Linked DNA regions of Zea mays: region 2 is linked to region 1. Evidence: chromatin contacts called from public Hi-C data. All regions are on one chromosome and are shown on one strand. Each heading gives the region's core, a stretch centred on a gene start, on an enhancer-like site or on the middle of the called end of the contact. The rest is flanking DNA. Distances are from core to core; before and after follow the strand shown. Region 1 has its middle 4.5 kb from the start of TRNAK-UUU. Region 2 holds the start of LOC100273154 (putative protein S-acyltransferase 16).

Evidence for each region. Hi-C and Micro-C count contacts between places; a contact is called where the count stands out from the background.
Region 2: a Hi-C map of leaf shows a contact between it and region 1, with 6 times the contacts expected there. The contact joins the promoter of LOC100273154 here to the enhancer-like site in region 1. A contact is called at or near these places in 5 of 25 Hi-C or Micro-C datasets (bundle sheath, endosperm and leaf).

The regions. Positions count from the first base shown.
Region 1 is chr3:185,397,941-185,403,811 of Zm-B73-REFERENCE-NAM-5.0, reverse strand. No RefSeq gene overlaps it. Among protein-coding and RNA genes, the nearest start is that of TRNAK-UUU, 4.5 kb to the left of the region's middle. Within about 2 kb of position 3,106, at least 19 of the 20 cell types and tissues checked have an H3K27ac peak or open chromatin away from gene starts, as enhancers often do. A contact at or near this core is called in bundle sheath, endosperm and leaf, where this site is marked.
Region 2 is chr3:185,573,891-185,579,463 of Zm-B73-REFERENCE-NAM-5.0, reverse strand. LOC100273154 (putative protein S-acyltransferase 16) reads right to left here and starts at 1,943. Exons shown (of 6, transcript NM_001147600.1): 1 at 1,492-1,943. The coding sequence starts at 1,764.

The sequences.
Region 1 (5,871 bases), core at 1,857-4,356:
CAGCTTATTTAATTCGCCACCCGTCGGCGCGACGCGGTCTGCCGTTTTCTGCTCGCCGTAGCGCAGACCCTCCTCGTTGTTGCTCGAGTTTAACAGTTCACTCACTCTATCACCTACGACGGAGGCTGCACTGCACGTCGGCGCGGCCCGTCCGAGCGACCGCTCCCGCGCTCTGGAGTCTGGAGCCTGAACACGCCGCACGGCGGAAGCAATGCTCGCCACGCGCCGTCCTAACCGGTGTAGGCCGGGAGCTTTGTTAGCTACAGTAATCATGGCACTTTACACTGGTGCAGCTTGACAGTTAGGAGTAGCCACGCTGCTACTCCTAACACTTTCATTATTTTTAATGGTAGGTGTGGTACGTGTACTACGTGTCGTGGTTAGCGCGGGCATAAATTCGACAGACCAGTACCACAGCACGCATAGGGCTCTGCGCCTCTGCGACGCGCAGAGCACGAGTTACGATTTCCTGCGCTGCCTGTCCTCACACACTTTGATCACTGTAAACAAAACCGCACGGATAACGTGCATGCACGGCGCTGGTGGGCACCGAAGCACGAATGGCCTCTGATAAGGCGTGTTCCGTCTTCCGTGCTTCTATAGGGTGCACGAAAATAAAAGAAACGTCGATGTCATGGGGAACAACACAAAAGGTTAATTACACACCACCTGGCACCTTACAAAGACAGAGCCTACTCGTGTGGTTGCACTGCCCTGCGAGGAGAGGATCTCGCGCTGAGCCCAAATTCTTTTTTTATTTTAGTATTTTGTCGTAAAAAATTTATTAACCTTCGTAGGCAACGTAAAGTCGTATTTAGACGCTAGACTATATAGTATGATGTCGTGCCTTAGGACGACCTCTCCATCTCTGTTGTTCCCTTCTCCCCCGAGGTCTAACTCTACTGATTTAACTTGGTCTAGACCAGGAACACATCCAGGAAGGCGGGGGCAAAGCTAAATGGTAGCTTTGTGGGTACACATGCATCTAAAAAAAAAAATCAAAAAACAGTTAGAATATTTAAATTTTCACCATATCTACATCATCCACAAGAGAGATGTGCTCTTTATAGTTGCTCTAGCTTTAACATTGTAGAAAGGCACTCGTTGAAGAGATAAGTTATCCAGTAACATGATTATCTCTTCCTATTGGTAATGTGGAGGAAAGCATGAAGTACATCAAGGTAAGTGTTATCTAGAAGCATGATTATCTCTTTTTGTTGGTTAGGTGGGAGAGAGGGGGAGGAATAGATCTACGAGCGTGACACACGACAATGACATAAGGATCAAGATAATACGTCTCGGTGATCTAGACTAATAGCATATTTGGAAGCACCACAGTGTCTAGAAATCGATTTATGGAAAAAAAATGGAATGTGTGTGAGTTTCTTGAAAACCACTTTATAGCTTTTTCAGAATACAAAGAGAAATCTACTCTTACTCTGTTAAAAATTCATGAAAATTAAAAACTGGACGGCACATATTTTAGTAACATATCATCCTGAGCGCGATAATCTATAGGTTGATACGTGTTACCTCGATCTCGTAGACCCCGACGCCAAATCTAAAATCAAAAACAATTTTATGTCAGAAACATATGTATAGTTTTTTATGGAAAAGGGGCTAAAAACATAAAATAGAAACAATTCTGGCCGTCAGCCGCCCGACACTCGGTCTCCTCGACCTGTCGCCCACGGGCCACGGGCATGGTTCCTGGTCCGCGGCGGCTGTTCGATCGGTGAGGAAGACAGCGGCCAGGTGTCGCGCACTGATCGGGATCACGTAGAACGTACTGGAGTTTAATCGGTCGGCGGTCCAAAATATGGCAGCTAATCAGCAACCGAGCCAAAAGATGCAAAATGGGTACTGGTACACTCCACGAACCCTACGGAGTACAGTACGTAGTAGCATCAGCTTAGGTCCATCTCAAATCTCATCGGGACGGGACGGTCGACGGATCGATGCAGCAAGGTCGTCAATGACATGTGATGCACGCGCAATTCTTCCTGGATTGTTCTACTAGCAATCGGGCCCCTGGCTGGGTAGGTGGAGTAGTAGTATTGCTGCTAGTTGAATGAAGTCGATGATGAGTGGACAGTGGAGTCATGGACCATCCATGCCCGGCCGCATGACTAGCTACATCACAGGCTCCTTGCGCGAACCTACGTACGTCAAGTCGTCAACGCATGCGGATGGGCGGAAGGACCAAGGGGCGAGGGCGGTACAGTACAGGGATCTACTTGCACGCGGTAATTGGGAGTCGCTGTCGCGAGGCCATGCCGCCATGGCTGTATCTGGCCGGTGGCGCTGGTCCAGGGGATTCCCAGCAAAAGGATTTCGAGGAACTACATTAGAATCTTGTTCGATTGAGCCCTTTTCAGAAGATGCATGTGGAATGAAGGATAGTATTTTTTTATATATTCTAATATTTGTCAAAGCAGAAGGCGAGCTGCTTGGTAGTAGTAGAGTCCAGCCGTCCAAGTTGCCGGGTAACAGGCCTGCAGGGTGCTCAACAAAACCGCCCATGCATGACTTCTGGCACCGCCGAGCACCGACCGTCGCCCGTGCCCCATGCCGGCGCCGGCTCCACAGACCACAGCGGCTATTGGGAGGACGACACGATCGGACTCCGTAATAACTGACATCGAATCATCAATCATAACCAACGAAACGCTCCGAAATGATGATACTGCGCTGACGAGCTACGCGTCGTCACGAGACACAAATAATTCGATGGAGATAGGCCCATCAGCAGCAGTTCAGCACGGTACAGGGATACCGGCGAACAGGAGATACAGTGAGATGCATGCGCTGTTCTTTCAGGACTATTCTAGCTTTTCGCTGGGGAGTTGGGACCCTGGCTGTGGAGGATGGGTTTGGGTAGGTGGCCTGGGGGCACAGTTGTAGTGCTGCACAGCCGGGCACTTGTGCTACTGCTGCTACTCGACGATGCATGCCGTCATCATGGACCATCCATCCAAATCCGTGTTCCGTGCCGCGCCATGGTCCATGTCAAAGGACGTGGATGGGCGGGTGGGCGGTGCAGGTGCAGGTGCAGGTGCAGGTGCAGGTGCAGTGCTGGATCAGCTCGATCTATGCCTGTGTGCACAGCTGGTTGTCACTCTCGCGAGTCCATGGGGGTAGCCGGGTAGGGGTAGCTGCCGCGCATGCTGCACAGTGCGGCGGGAGATCATTCATGCAGGGCATGCGCTGCGCAGTTGCGCGTAGCTGTCGTGGTGGAAGCAGCAGCGGCTGCTGCCCGGCCGGGACCGGCTCACCGGCCTCTGCGTGAGCGAGCGCACACCAGATCATCTCTGTACCGCACTGCCTGGGCCGGGGGCTTAATTTGGTGCCAGTCGTGGGACCTTCCGCCGTTATGATGGTGCGACGTGGCCTGAACGGCAGAGATCCTGATGGCTTGGACACAGGGGAGTTAGGTATGGCTAGGTTAGGGGTGAACGAGCCGATCCTCTCGGCTAGCCGCGGCTAGGTTAAAAATCGAGCCGAGCTCAACTCGACTCGTTTACGCAGAGTCCAAAAGTAGGTTTTACTCGTGAGCCGGCTCGTCGAGACAACAAATTTGACCATAAACACGAACTCGCTCTTTAAATTATAATATAAAATCTACAAAATAATTGAGTAAACATATTTTAAATTAGTAAAATAAATATATTAATAATATAATACAGAAATCATATTAATTTTCTATTTTAATATAAAATCCTAAAATAATTTAAGTAACATGTTTTAAATTAGTAAAATAAATACATTAACAATATAATTTAGAAAAAGATTAATTTTATACACTAATGTCAAGTAATATAAACTAAGTGTCTATTTTGGTACAAACACTATATGTGAATTAGAATCGTATGTAATAAATAATTAGGTAGGTGCCCGTGCGTTGCAACGGGAACATATAATACTACGATAACTTATATATAAAATATGTGTTATACTGTGTGTGTCCCTCGTTCTCTCTCAACGAGAGTACACTCTCGATATTCTGGAGCACGTTGGCATGACTGCGTGCAAGCCTTGTATTACCCCGGTGAACACTCAGGCCAAGCTCTCCTCCGATGGCTCACCAGTTCCAGAGTCGACGTTGTACCGCAACCTAGTCGGTGCCTTGCAGTATCTCACCTTCACCCGTCCGAACATAAATCTCCTTCTTGGTCAAGCGCTTGCCGCTGGCATCTCCATCGCCACAGCCCTCGTCATCGGCGGTCGCGGCTAGGGCCGCAAGGTAGCGGTAGTTGGCGGGGAGCTTGGCGGCCCAGACGCAGTCCGCCGAGGCTACGCCGTGGAAGGCGCTGTTAAGGAGGGCCACCTGGCAGATCTCCGGCTGGTCGAGGTAGAGGAGTACCATCGCCGCGACCGCACCGCCACTGCCATTAGACTAGAGTACCAGAGCACCACCTCCACCTCCCCCCGCACCACCTGCTGCCACACTCCACCGACCGCACCCCCACCCCGATCCGGCCACCCCGTCACCCGCCGCCGCTGTCCCCACCACAACACACCCCGGTCTGTCCCATCCCCTCCCCGATGTCCACCATGTCCGTACAACCTCCCTGCCCGCACCTCGCCGTGCACCGTCTGTCCTCACGCCCATTGTGCTTCCTCCGTCGCTGCCTGCTCGTGCGCCCGCTCGGCCGCCCAGAGATCCGGCCCACCTGTTTTGGATGGGAACCTGGACATCTAAACTACTATCCGTAGCTCTAAAGCTCCTTTCACCAACCAATATTTGGGGCTGCAGGTGAAGGCACTCGATCACCCTCTCATCTCTCTTTGTCTTCTCTATTGGAGAGAGAGAGAGGCTAATTAAGAGTAGATGGCAGCATCTAGCTTGGTTAGATTAATTCAGATGCGTCTCTCTCTCTTTCAGTCTCCAATGGGCAGGTGACTCGTAGTAATAACTTGTTGTTCCCGGCCGGCCCTTTGGTTGTGACCTCCAACCTGTCACTTCCTCCAAACTTGTTCTCTAGTGCTTTTCTAAACTAAGAATTCATACTGTATTTAGTGACGAAAAATGTGCGGCTGTTTCTTTGTGGAGCTAATTTCTTTATTGTTATAAAATGCATTTTCTTTCGCGTCGTGCATGCAGTGCGTGGTCCGGCTTGATGATGTCGTCAGGAAACCTCATCTTCATTCCTATATTTTGATTTAAAATTTATTTTGATTTCTCATACTAATCCTACAAACGACAAACCTAGCTAGAACATTAGTCGTGTAGTAGCTAGCTAGTAAATAAAGGTTATTATTTAAAACACAAGCAAGGGTTCACCATGCACCCATATTGCACAAACAAAAACACACACATATATGCATAGATGGTAATCAATCAAGAAGGGAACATTTTTACTGTAGCAACAAGTAGCAACAACTACATCTTCTACTGAAAAGAAGGATCGACTTTTCATTTGACAACATGAACTGTAAGACATTTTTTTAGAAATTGAAAAACAGTTGCATAATCACCATAGCACGATCATGAATCTGCTGTCTAACCAAGAGCATTTATTTTGGTCCCAAATAAAAAAATAGCGTGATTAAAGAGGTCAGGTACCTTGAGGCTGCCACAGCAGGCGCAGGGGGCCTCCATGCAGGTGTCCCAGTCCTCCTGGCAAATCCTGCACGCCACTACCTTCGTCGCCGAGCCGCCGCCTAACCGCGATGGCAGTACTCGACGTCCACTATCTCCTGACGCAGATCGACCATATGCTTCCCACTACCGATCGCCGCCTCCAGCGTCGACTCTGTCAGCAGCCGGTCCACGATCAACGCGAGATGGTCGCCCATCAGTCCTGCGAGCACGTGATCCATGGTTCAGTTCACGGAAACAATGCCACCATCCTCGCGAATTGCAGACAC
Region 2 (5,573 bases), core at 694-3,193, 180 kb before region 1:
GGACCATGTCGCACCGGTCCGATGCTCTTAGAGCTTGCCACATGTACTAGCCATTTCAATGTTATTGTTGCCGTGCCAACCACTATGGAGTTGTATGGTTCGACACCCATAGTCCAACGATAGTTAGATCATCGTTGGCCTGGGTCTGACGCCCTGCTGTAAATGACCAAAGAGTATCCATCAGCATCAGACTGGTCCGACGGTCCTTGTCGGGCCAATGCTCAGGGTTCGACGATACTAAATGAAGTTTCCTACGTGGCTAACAGTGGGACCACTCATGTAAATAGTGCATCGTCCCGTCCAGTACAACCGTGTTTGCAACCATCGTACCATCGCATCAGAGTCCAACGCTCTCCCAAAAACAACCAAAGAGCTATGGGGAGAGTCGGACTGGTCTGACGTCCATCATCGAACCAATGCTCAGGATGTGACGATCGCTGTGATCGTGAAGTTAGGGTTAGCCATAGGGCTAACTCTGTGCCGGTCCAACACTCTGTCTGTTAGAGTCCGACGCCTATTAGAGGTGCACACGAACCCTTTCTCTGGACCATGTCATTCATGTAAGTCTACATATAGGATGGTACAAGGTACAGAGCCCTCATGCATAGATCTATACCATAATACCAACACTTCATCGGATTTCGCTCATATGTGAGCCACCGACACTAGATCTGTCCTTTAATTGCAACATATATCATTCATGTAAGTCTACATATAGGATGGTACCAGGTACAAAGCCCTCATGCTTAGATCTATACCATAATACCAACTAGATTTGTCCTTTAATTGCAACATATGTCATTCCTGTGAGTCTACATATAGGATGGTACCAGGCACAGAGCCTCAAGCTTAGATCTATACCATAATACAAAAGCTATGCGCACGATCAAGAGAATATTCCCATTTCCCACCTGGAGTAATTTGGATAGCAGTGTATTGCAACATATGTCATTACTGTAAGTCTACATATAGCATGGTACCAGGTACGCAGCCCTCATGCTTAGATCTAAACCATAATACCAAAGCTATGCAACGATCAAGAGAATATTCCCATCTCCCACCTGGAGTAATTTGGATAGCAGTGTCACTCAATCAGAGCACCGACGATGAGTGGACAGTGCAAGGATTCAGAGCAAAGATGTTAATGGCTTAACGCACACATATACACAGTTCCTCGCCCACCAAATGATCGCAACACCGAGGCACTCGGCGCTCCAATAGGTATAGGAGCATTCGCGTGATTCCTACTATTAAAATCCAAATCTCGCGCGCGGCGCCGGACCTTGCTTGGAGGCAATACCTGCTCGAAATCTAATCCTAAGATCTGAACTAGTAACAATTAACAAAGTTTCTGATCCTACACATATGACTACCATCCCACTACGTAGATCTAAACTTCACAGCACGCGGCGGGGGCGCCCGCGAGATCTGGAGTGGTTCATGGCCCAGACGGTCAGACGGAGGGAGGCAGGGGCCGTGAGTAGAGTGTACCTTGCGCTTGATCTCGTGGATGGGGCTCCCGGCGTCCTCGACATCGGGCACGAAGGACGCTGGCACGCGGCCCGGGTCGCGCGATACGGCGACGGCGTAGGTAGCGACGCAGGCGGCGGCGAGCGCGCTGAAGACCGCGGCGTTGGCGAGCCCGGTCGCCGAGGAGAGCCCCAGCCACGCGGGGATCGCCAGGAACACCGTGGTGTAGTAGACATAGCCGATCGCGGCGAGCACCGAGAGTATGGGCACCGTGATGTACCCCGGGCGCCCCATCCGAGCCGCCGCCTAGTGCTCCTCTTCCGCCCGGACGGAGCGGCAGAGCATTCCGGGGAAAAGGAATCCCCCGCGGCGTCGGCGGCCGGGAGAGGAGCTCGCCCGTCTCGCGCGACGGTAGGCAGCGGCACAGGCACAGAGCGAATTGGCTTGCTTTGTACTCCAGTTAGCTCGCTTGCTGCTGCGCTGTGGTGTTTGCGTTGGCGCGATGAGAAAAGTGCGCGGGGTGGGTGAGGTGATCGCCGTGGCAGCAATGGGTTGAGTGCGGTGAGCTGGGGTTGGTAGCCCGTGGACGTCTGAGCGCGTGGTGCCGTGCCGTGGCCGTGGCGCCGTGCGTCGTTGATGCGGTTGCGGCAGGGAGCCAGGCAGCCAGGCAGGGACGTCTCAACTTGCATCGACGCGACGGCTGCGGCCAAGACAGCAAGAGGGGGAGATGATATGTCGTCATATACCATAATATATAAAAAGTTATTTAAATATATAGGAGTTGTTAGGTTCTAGCATCTAGCCTACTAAATTTTAGGCTCTTTTTGAGAGCTTCATAAGAATTTCAAGTCTATTTCAGCTATCAAACAAGTCTAGCTCCACGAGCTCTAACTTCAAAAAACTAAAACTAGAGACCAGTTTTATGAAATTTTCGAAACTCCTCAAAATGTACTTCAAAAACACCTTTTGAAGATCATCATTTTTCTCGTACGAGAAAAACATCTTTTTTCTCTAGTCGTATGGTTAGTGCATCCGCTATCCATTATCCAATTTTTTCCGTCGAATGCATAAACCTACAACACAGATTTATGCCTTGTTCTCGTGTACCCAAACGGTATTGGGTCCTTTCATGTTAGAAACAAGCACCTTAGATATCCAGACACAAGTTTTTGAACTCTTGTGCCTACCCCCAGCATATTTGGCAACTACTCTGCCAGATTTATTAGTAAAAACATAAGATGCATCAAAAGTCTTAAACGACAGTTTTGGCTCAGTAGATGCATCAACAACTTTCTTTTTAGGCATTTTTGCAGTTTTAGCATGAGAAGTAGAATGCGGCTAGGTGTTTCATTTGCATAAATATAAGCATGATGATGTGCATGAGCATTTCTAGCATATGATTTTCTAGGAATCTTATGAGCATGATAGTTCTCATAATATAAAATGTAATCTTCCCTATCATGCACCATAGGAACCTTGTCCTTCGCAAATTGAGGAATTTTGTTTGTTTTGCTCCTAGGTTGAAAGCCAACACCATCCTTAGTGCCAGAGCGTCTCCCATTATAAAGCATTCTACGAGCAAATTTAAATTTCTAATTTTCAAGCTCACACTCGGCAATTTTAGCATCTAACTTTGCTATGTGATCATTTTGGTCTTTAATTAAAGCAAGGTGGTCATTAATAGCATCAACATCAACATCTCTATATCTATTATAAATAGTAACATGCTCAGGTAGATGTAGGAACAAGGCAAGCATTCAATTCTTCAATCTTAGCAATCAAATTAACATTATCAGATTTAAGACAAGAAATTGAATTGTTGCAAGTTTTTAGCTTGTTGCTTCACAAAATTCTCATTTTCCTTAACGAGTAGATCCAGGGGCGGATCTACACCCCGGGCCACCCGAGCCGTGGCCCGGGGCTTGATCCATGTAACTCTATTTAAGTCTCTATTTAATACGGTATAAAATAGTTAAGATAAAATTAAGAGAATGAAATTTAGTAGATTTGGCCCGGGTCATAGAAAAATTCTGGATCCGCCCCTGAGTAGATCATCTTGTATTCTAAGAGTTCATCCTACTCGTTAATAAATTTCACTAATTCATTGATTTTCTCAATTAACTTGAAGCTAAGGCCTTTAAAGAGCAAAGACAAGTTTTTCTTCATTTTCACTAGAATCACTCTCATCATCGGAAGTAGTATAATTGAGGGTGCTTCTAGGTTGTACCTTTCTTTTGTCCTCTTTGCCATGAGGCACTTATGGCTGACTTTGGAGAAGAGAAGACCATTATTGACGGCGATGTTGGCGGCGTCCTCGTCAGAGGAGTAGTCGATGGGGCTCTCATCAGAGTCCCATGCGCCTCGCCGCCCTTCTTCTTGTGGTAGAATTTCTTCTTCTCTATATTCTTCTTTTCTTTCTTGTCATCGTCCCTGTCACTATCACTAGCATATGGACATTTTGCAATATAGTGACATGACTTACCACATCGATAGCAAACCCTCTTGGAATGAGGTTTATAGTCCTTCCCCTTTAATTGATTGAAGATTTGCCAGAAGCTCTTGATAATGAGGGCCATCTCCCTATTGTCAAGCTTGGACGTATTTGTCGGTGGGAAAATCCTCCGGTCGGGTGGCGGAATGCACCCGCCCTAATCCTAAGATGAGGAGGAGGCCTAAGCGCTTGTCTGATTGATGAATTTTGGATGAACACAAGAACACTCGAGGGTTTATAGTGGTTCAGGCCGCTGGAGCGTAATACCCTACATCCACTGTCCGTAAGTTGTATTGACCCTGTCTTTTGTAACGCTGTGTCCCCTCCCTTTTATAGTTTAAGGGGGGTACATACAAGGATGCTGAGCTCCGACATGCGGGCCCAGGAGCATAATGGAAGGAATACATTATGTGAATAATTAATACTGACAGCACACAAAGATCTTTGTTGGACGATGTGTTGCTTCTCCGACTGGCTACTGCCACGTCTTGTCGTGTCCTCAGGTGGGTGATGGCTTGTTGTAGTAGAATACGGAGTAGCCTGGTACGCCTGTTGTGCGTAGAGGCGTATAGGCGGAGCCGTTTAGATTCCCTCCGCCTTAGTAACACATGAGTAATCAGCGGGAGTCATGATGACTTCAGTCCATGCAACATTGATAGGTTGTGAACCTTTTCTTGGAAACACACGAGTAATGGTGAGTCATTGTCCTTGCTATGGTAACGTGTGAGTAACAGCATGGCCCATGCAGCGTGGACTGGGCACGCCACCTGTCACTGGAATGGACAGGCACACGTCTTATCCGTAATGAATGCAAAGACGCGCGTAGCCCAGAGGCTTCACGCCAGGTTCCGCCCGTTGGCTTACGCCGCGCGCAGTAGGCGACGTGGCAGCATCGGGTCTCCGCCTAGGCGGGGAGCAAGAGTGTATGTGATAAGGTACAGATCCCACCAGATCAGGTCTGGACACGTGTCGGCACCGGACCCCCGCCTAGGTCCTGATTAAGGCCCGGGTATGTTCTGTCCTGGAACCCCTGGGACCCCACTGTGGGCGGCCTGGACCCCATACAGGGGGTCCGGATTCCATTCTAGGGGTTCGGTTCGCACATGTGTAGGTTCTGGACCAAACTTGGAGGCCCAGATCGTATATACAGGGGTCCGACACCTTCCCATGGGGGTCCGGACTCACTGGTGATGCCTCAGAGTATGTCACTTTCTCTGGACACGTGGCAGCACCGGACCCGCCCATGTGGTGGGGTCAGGTGCTGTTGCTGGCCCAGAGTAGTCGCCCGAGGCTGGGGCGAGTCATGGCCTGGTCCCACATACAACTCTTTTACCACGCGACTAAAAATAGTCACGTGGGTACTATGTTTTTATACAGCAGTAAGGGGTACCCTAGTTTCAGGGTACCGACAGTGGGCCCCGGTCCCACCTCAGGGGAGGATGCGAGCCTGTAGGTGGGGCCAAAGCTTGTACTTTGCCTCAACATGGCCTGATCGGTGATTGGCGCGCTGTTTTAGCATGTCTGCTGACGCGCCCACTGTCAATCCACCTTCGGTCACATCAACTGCCATATTTGTCCCCGCGGCTGACTGACCCATGGCTCCCCATGCCTG